2 separate regions of the Oryctolagus cuniculus genome follow, and region 2 is linked to region 1. Evidence: chromatin contacts called from public Micro-C data. All regions are on one chromosome and are shown on one strand. Each heading gives the region's core, a stretch centred on a gene start, on an enhancer-like site or on the middle of the called end of the contact. The rest is flanking DNA. Distances are from core to core; before and after follow the strand shown.

Region 1 (3,649 bases), core at 21-2,520:
CGGAAGGCACTGTGACGCAGATAGGGCTCCTCTCCCAAGACATTCACCGCCTTACGGTAGGACCGTCACCCTCTCCCTGCAGTAGGACTAGGGCGCACAGCTGTGGGCAGTGAGGTTGGTGTGGCGGTGCCACGGCATGGGGAGAGCACAGGATGGTGCTGGGCGCTGGGATCAGAGCCTGCGCCTGAGCCAGTCCTGAGGCAGAAAGCAGCCCAGCGGCCCTCTGTGCTGGCCTGGTACTGGGCTGGAGCAGAAGCCGGCTAAGCGTGCCGCGTCTCGGGTCCTCGCCACAGTCTCAGAGCTTTGAGGAAACCCAGGTGCTCGGAAGCTCTGGATCACTGGCCAGTCAGCCCAAAGCCAGGCCTGCACTCTGGCCTAGCGGTTACTGCCCAGCCCCCTTCCCATGAGACGCGCCTTTCCTCTCATGTCACTGGCTTCATGGAGATCACAGGCATGTGGGTGCATCCTGGTGTGGTCGGGAGTGCAGACCATGCCAGGGGCGCAGCTTGGGCTCGGAGGAAGAGCAGTAGGTTAGAGGGAAGCAGACCTGGTTCAAGCCCCTGCTCTGATTTTCAGTAGCTCTGGGACCTTGCCTGTGTGTGTCTCGCTCCCTCTTTCTGAGCCGTGGCATAGTTTCCCATAAAGCAGGCAAATAATATCCTCCTGGTAGTGCTTATAGGCAGACCCAGGCTGGCAGTGATGTGTGTTTGAGGCCCCCTAACTTCCCAGGGCCCTTTTATCCCTGGAGGTCCCATCACTGAGCCCATCGGCTGCATCATCTGGTCTGTACATATGGAAGCCCCATCTCCACTCTTTGCTGGCTGCTGTGCTAAGGAACATTGAGCCTATATCAAAGCCAGCACACGAGTGGCCCTGAACCCAAGCAAGATCATTTGTATTCAATTTATTTCTGGCTCACACACTGAAATGAATCTGTCTACCTTGTGCCCTTAGAGTCTTTAACAGGTCTTTGGTGACCTTGAAATAGCAACTTTACCTCTAAGACAAGCTGTTTATCTTGATAGTAGTATCTATTCTGACCTAATACCAGGGTCCCTGAGACGCCATGACCTGACAGTTACCACTGTCAGAGACCACACCCAGTGCCCTCTGCTTCCCAATGGCTGCCCCCTGAACAGCCGTGACCAAAACCCTGTTAAACTGCACCTTTGGCTGTGTCCTTTCAGACCCTGCTGAGCCAGGACCAGCTGCTGAACGACTCTCGCCTGGCTGCTCCAGACTCTGATGAGTGGAGATGACGTTCCTCGTGGCCGAGAGCCCAGAGAGGCACGTGCAGGGCCCCGCGTCTTGGCTTCAGTGGGAGCTGGCGCGCGGCCACCCGTAGAGCCTGGAAGTTGCAGGCTGGGCCTCTCAGACGGGGTGTCCACAGGAGTGAAGCAGAGCTGTGGACAGGTGTCCAGGAGGTGCCCCCGTGCCCCTGTGTGTTTTCAGTTGTGCTGTGCCCCTCACTGCAGCTTTTATACCTTTTGTACTTTTCTATGTGGACCACAGCGCACTTCTGAAGGGAGAGCAGTGAGCTGTCAACACAGACTCAATGGCTTCTTCTGTTCCCAGGGACAGCCGGGAGGCCCTCACACCAAAGGGGAGGAAGTGTGAGTTCATAAAGCCTCTGCCGGAAACAGGCATTCTGATGTCCTGCAGTGACTGCTGGGTGAAATAACGGGGAGCTTCGGGGCTGCTTCCCACGGGGGTGTGTTTGCACACAGAGCTCTGGCCATGTCGGGGTATTCAGGGTGAGAGCAGGCCAAAGCACTGTGATTCCTTTCCTGCCGCCCTGGCTGCTCTCCAGCTACCCGCATCTGCAGTGTGTGTGTGTGTGCATCCCCAATGCACACGTGCACACAGCTGGCACACACAGCACACCCAGTTTCCCAGGCCTTCCCTCAGCAGCTGCAGGTGTAATGTCTGGTTAAACAGCTCCCCCTAGTGGGAGGCCCTTGGTGATCCCAAATGCAACACATTTCCATAGCAATTCAGCGTCTTCCCAAACAAGCCTGTTGCTTCTCCAGAATCCCATACCGGAGAGGCACAACCGAGTCCCCAGAGAGTTCCCTCCCCTGCCTCTCCCCCCACCCTCTAGGTCCGGTGTCCTCTCTCACTGGATCACTGCAGCTGGTCTCCGTGCCCCCCAACCCCACATTGGTCAGCGCTGTTCTCACCAGGGGGACCTCCCCGCAGCACTGCTGGATACCGGTTGTCTTTCTGCTCAGAACTCCTCAGTTACAGGATCACCAGAGATAGAGTCCGAGGCCCTTGACCATCTGCAGCCTCGATGAACCCACGGTCTAGTCTTGGCTCCCTCTGGCCGTTCCTCAAGCCCTACCCTCGCTGTGGAATGCGTTTTTCCTCCTGGTCCCCTCCGTGAGGCCAGGCCCTGTATAGATTCTCTTTCGGGAGGCCTGCATGCATGTTCTAGTTGAAGGTCGACTGTGTCACAGTGCTGCGTCTGCCCTTGAGCCTGTGCACATCACAGGTCACCTTGAAGTGAGGCATGGTCATTCCATGTCCACCCTCAGCACCAACTCGCTGAGTCCCCGCTGTGGGCTGGCCCAGTCCTGGTCCTCAACCTGCTCAGGAGGTCCATGCTCCTAGGGCCCCACCCACTCCTTCCCAGGTGTGCTAAGTACCTTCCACTCCTGGAAAGGCTGGGGAGGAGCCGGAGATACAGGCATGAATGCCACAGTCCCTGCCTCGGGTGCTTCCAGGGGTGCACAGGCCTCGGGTGCTTCCAGGGTGTGTGCTGAATGTGACAGATGCTCTAATAGATGTCTCTGCGGCCCGAAGGAGCAAGTTGTCATGTTTAAGGGGGTCTGGGGTAGGAGTCTGAGAGGCTCTACGGAAGAGTGACACTTGGATTGTGCATGCTAAGCATGCTTCCCCAGGTATGCCAGAGGGGCAGGGCCTCCAGGCAGATGGACTTGCCCCCCGCACCCAGCAACTGTCAGCAGTTGGTGAGACTAGAGCAGGGTTCCTCAGCCTCTGCGTGCCCGTCATTTGGGCTGTGTAACTCAGTGAAGGAGGCGGTGCAGCCTTGGTCCTCACCTAGATGCTAGCAGCAACCCTCTTCTAGCTGTGACAGCCCAAGTGTCTCCAGTTTTTGTCAGATGTTCCCTGGAGAGACAAAACTCCCCCCATTTGAGAACCACTTCGCTAGAGAAAGGGATGAGAATGGGGGGCTCAGGGAAGAGGAGAATCTGCCGAGGTGAGCAGGAGCCAGATCCAGAAAGGCCACATAAGCCAGGCCCCTGGGCCGTGTCCTGGAGATAGATCAGAGTGAACGCAGCGAGAGTTTAAGCAAATGGCAAGCGTGCTCAGATTTGCATTTCAGAAAACATCTGAGGGCAGGATCTTCCCTGAGGAGGCACCGAACAGGTGGGGAGGTGAAAGCTGGCTGCCCCTGCCCTCCCACAGGCTGTGTGTGAGACCATCCCTGTGTTTGGCTACCGTGGGCAAGACATGCTCTCCTGCAGAGAGCTTCCTACAGCTCTGCCTACAGACAGACACACACACACACACACACATACACACACACAGTAAAATAAAGCCAGTGACACCAAGTTCACATTGCTGCTGTTAGGCCAGTTTTTGTGAACAGGCCAATGACCTGGAATGAAGCAGACTCAGGCTT
Region 2 (3,793 bases), core at 147-2,646, 200 kb before region 1:
ATGGCAAAGAATAAAACTCACCAACGAAGACCAGGTGTGGTCAATCAAAGAAAACCTGCCAGACTTTACCTATAAACCTGATGAATGCAGAGCAGGTGCTGTGGGGGTTGGCGATCACTGGTGACCAGAGACAAGGTACCTGTCAGGGCTGGAGAAACTTCCAAGCCCATCCCACAGATGCAGCCGTTGTCCCGGAAGCAGCCCTGCACTGTGACTGAAGCTTCTCGCTGTGTTCTTTCCCTCCCCACCCACACACAGGTAATTCTTTAACTTCATTAATGTAGAATGCATGTGTTATTTAAAAGCCAGAGTTGTGGGAGGTGGGGGGAGAAAGAGAGGTCTTCCATCCACTGGTTCACTCCCCAAATGGCTGCAATGGCCAGATCTGGGCCAATTTGAGCCAGGAGCCTGGAGCTTCTTCTGAGTCTCTCACAGGGGTACAGGGGCCCAAACACTTGGGCCATCTTCCGCTGCTTTCCCAGGCCACAGCAAAGAGCCAGATTGGAAGTAGAACAGGCAAGACTGGAACCTGCACCCATATGGGATGCTGGCACTGCAGGAGGCAGGTTTACCTGCTGTGCCACAGCGCCAGCCCCCAAATGCTTAGACCATATGAAAGAGAGGTGGAGAGAAACATCCACATTCAGAGGGGACAAGTGGGAAATTCTCAGTCTTTAGCACCTCTTTCAGAGACTGAATGCAAACCTGGCTCTTCTGAGTTCTGGTCAGAGCCTTCTCCATAGTCCATAGATGTCCCACAGTTCCCCATTTTGGTAGGTAATTGAGAAAGAACCATGGGGAAACCATTTCTCTGCTGTGCCTTTAAGAGCTGGGAACACTCAGGAAGGGAGAGGTCCGGAGAAGCAGAGAACTGGACAGCAAAGGCAAAAATGGAAGATTCTACCTCTTTGTCCTAGAGATATGATTTATCTCAATTGGCTTAGGGCCTTCCGTAGGGGTTGGACACATTTCTGGCCTGCAATTCTAAGAAAGGAATTCTGACCTTAGTGATTGAGAAAACTCTAGCACTTCCTTACAAAGGACTTTCATTTCCTGATAGCTTTGCTCTGGAAGCATTACTGTCTGAATAATTGTTGTTATTTCTTTTAAGAAAATTCTGAGCTCAACCCTGAGATTTTCAGCTGTCCACCTGGACAGTCAGGCTTGTAGCCCATTGTACCTTTCTGCCCAAGGAGCCATGCTGCCCCATGCAATAGCTTTTCAGAGATAGGGAAAGATCGGTATTCAATTCTTTGCTGTGCCTTTAAGAGCTGCAGGAATACAAAGGAAATCAGGAAGAGAGGTGGGGTCTCCCTCCCAGTGGAACTTCTGGGAAAAGTATCCTGGGAATTTTTGCCAAAAGTTACAAGAGATTCCAACTCCAAGAAGGAGGGGGTGGTTTGTCTTGGATCAGGCCTGTGATTGGACTGCAGAATCTACTAGGGAGGCTGGAAGCAGAAGTAAAAAGGCAGTAGCTGGGGGAGGGGAATAGGGGCTGGACGACCTCCCCACCTCCACCCCAATGTACACATCCACAGCCTCAGGGCTGAAAGCAGCCCACAGTCACTAGCCTGGGGAGGGTCCCTGCGTGTGTCAAGGGTGAGGGAAATAGATACTGGACCCAGGGAGCTCTCTGCACCAAGTTGGCCTGCAAGGCCTCCAGGGACCAATTTACCAACAGCTGGACTTGATCACCAGCTTGCAAACTGAGATCATGCATGGGGTGGAACAACAAGTGACCGTTGCTCTGCGGCTGTGCAAGAAGTTGTTTTCTGAGGATTTGCCACAGCAGCGGCTACAAAGCTGGAACCACCACCTGGACCCCGAGTCGTCTTCTAGAACCACAACGTAAGGGGTTTCACGCCCGGAAGTCTGTAGGATGATGGTCCTTCAGCGAGTTTCTGCCCTTCTGCTTCTGTTCCTTGCAGCATTTCTGCCTCCACCACAGTGTGCGCAGGACCCTGCCATGGTACATTACATCTACCAGCGCTTTCGAGTCTTGGAGGTAGGTGGCATCTGTGCACGCCTCCCAGAAGCCACTTTGTTTTACCCACACTTCCCTAGCTACTGGGATGCATGTTTCCCGGATAGGAAATGACAACCACGTTGCTAAGATTACGGCTTACAAATGTTCCTGGTCGAGCAGTTGAAGGCACCGGCTCCACAGTCCTGCCTCTTCCACTCCCAGACCTTGAGCTTAGCTTCACTCTAGACTCTCATCTGGCAGTTTTCTTCATCTGTAAAATAGGGATAAAAATGGAATTTGCCTTCTAAGGCTATCCTGAAGATTTAATAAATTAATGCATACTTAGAATTTTTGGGATGGTGGTAAATATCCAAAATGTTGGACATCCGAAATTCAATAGTTCGTTGAGTTAAATGTAAAAACTAAAAATTTGGGTCATTTTTTCTTCATGTTTACTGTATCAAGATAAGAATGAATTTTATCGTTATCTGTTTATGAAAAATCATAAGGTCACTGTAAACAGTCCCAATATCCATGTAACAGGAAGCAAAGTCTTTGCTGCTCTTGCCAATCTGGAGTTGGACTTAGAAATAAGCAGATTCCAGCAATGCTAATAGAGAGAAAGCATGTGGGCTGCCACCTCATTAAAACGTGCAAATTCTAAGATTGCAGCGTGGACAGGCTCCCAAGGAAAAATGTCATGCTCCATGCTAGACTTTGCCACACCCCAGCACTGGCATTAACTATTTCATACTTAATGCCTTGCTTTTGTACAAGTTAACTGATAAATTATGTATCTTCTTTTAAAGAAATTCTTATCTCCAATACTTATTTTCTATATTTTTTTAAAAAATCTTTAAGTCCAAATTATCTGGTTATCTAGTTTTAGAGCCAGGGTAAAATAAATCCATAAAATAGGCTGAAAACATTTCCCACCATTCTCCAGCCATACATACTGAGGATGAGATATATGTTCCCAGGCCAGTGGCCTCTTGCTGATGCTTTCCTTTTTTTAAGATTTATTTTTTTATTTATTTGAAAGGCAGAGTTACAGAGAGAGAGAGAGACAGAGACAGAGAGAGGGAGAGATCTGTGCCAGGCCACAGCCAGGAACCTGAAGCTTCTTCTGGGTCTCCCACATGGTGCAGGGACACAGGCACTTGGGCCATCTGCTGCTGCTTTCCCAGGCATATTAGCAGGGAGCTGGATAGGAAGTAGAGCAGCTGGGACTCAAACTGGCATCCATATGGGATACTGGCATCACAGGTGGCACTTTATCTGCTACACAGCGTCTTCCCTTGCTTACTCTCAGATACCTCCTCCCCAGTCTCACCTGCTTAAACCTGCCAGAATTACATACAACACTTAGCACTGACTTGCCCTGAATACAGCCAGCCAAATCCCTAACAATTGTCCTTCAATGCTAGTCTGCAGAACAGGGTGTAAGGTACAGACTAGGGGCAGGCACTGTGTCACAGCAGTTAAGCCACAGTCTGGGATGCCCACATCCCATATTGGAGTGCCTAGGATCAAAACCCAACCCTTCCTGGTTATAACTTCTTGCTCATGTGCACTCTGGGAGGCAGCACATGATGGCTCAAGTACTTGCATCCCTGCAATCCACTGGAGACTCAGGTTGAGTTTGGGGCTCTTGGCTTTGGCCTGGCCCAGCCCTGATTGCCTGATTGTGGCAGGCGTTTAGGGAGTGAATCAGCAAATGGAAAATCTCTCTCTCTCTCTCTCTCTCTCTCTCTCCTTTTGAAATAGCTTTGACTCTGTTACTCTGCATTTCAAATAAATACACATAAAGAAACAGAATAAATAATG

Evidence for each region. Hi-C and Micro-C count contacts between places; a contact is called where the count stands out from the background.
Region 2: a Micro-C map of ear pinna shows a contact between it and region 1, with 2.9 times the contacts expected there. The contact joins the promoter of OLFML1 here to the enhancer-like site in region 1. A contact is called at or near these places in 3 of 6 Hi-C or Micro-C datasets (ear pinna, psoas muscle and an unstated tissue).

Annotation. Positions count from the first base shown.
Region 1 is chr1:58,784,437-58,788,085 of mOryCun1.1, reverse strand. PPFIBP2 (PPFIA binding protein 2) reads left to right here. Exons shown (of 26, transcript XM_070074030.1): 25 at 1-56; 26 at 1,188-1,646. The coding sequence ends at 1,259. Among named protein-coding and RNA genes, the nearest start is that of CYB5R2, 12 kb to the right of the region's middle. Within about 2 kb of position 1,270, at least 3 of the 8 cell types and tissues checked have an H3K27ac peak or open chromatin away from gene starts, as enhancers often do. A contact at or near this core is called in ear pinna, where this site is marked.
Region 2 is chr1:58,985,360-58,989,152 of mOryCun1.1, reverse strand. OLFML1 (olfactomedin like 1) reads left to right here and starts at 1,396. Exons shown (of 3, transcript XM_051823924.2): 1 at 1,396-2,005. The coding sequence starts at 1,880.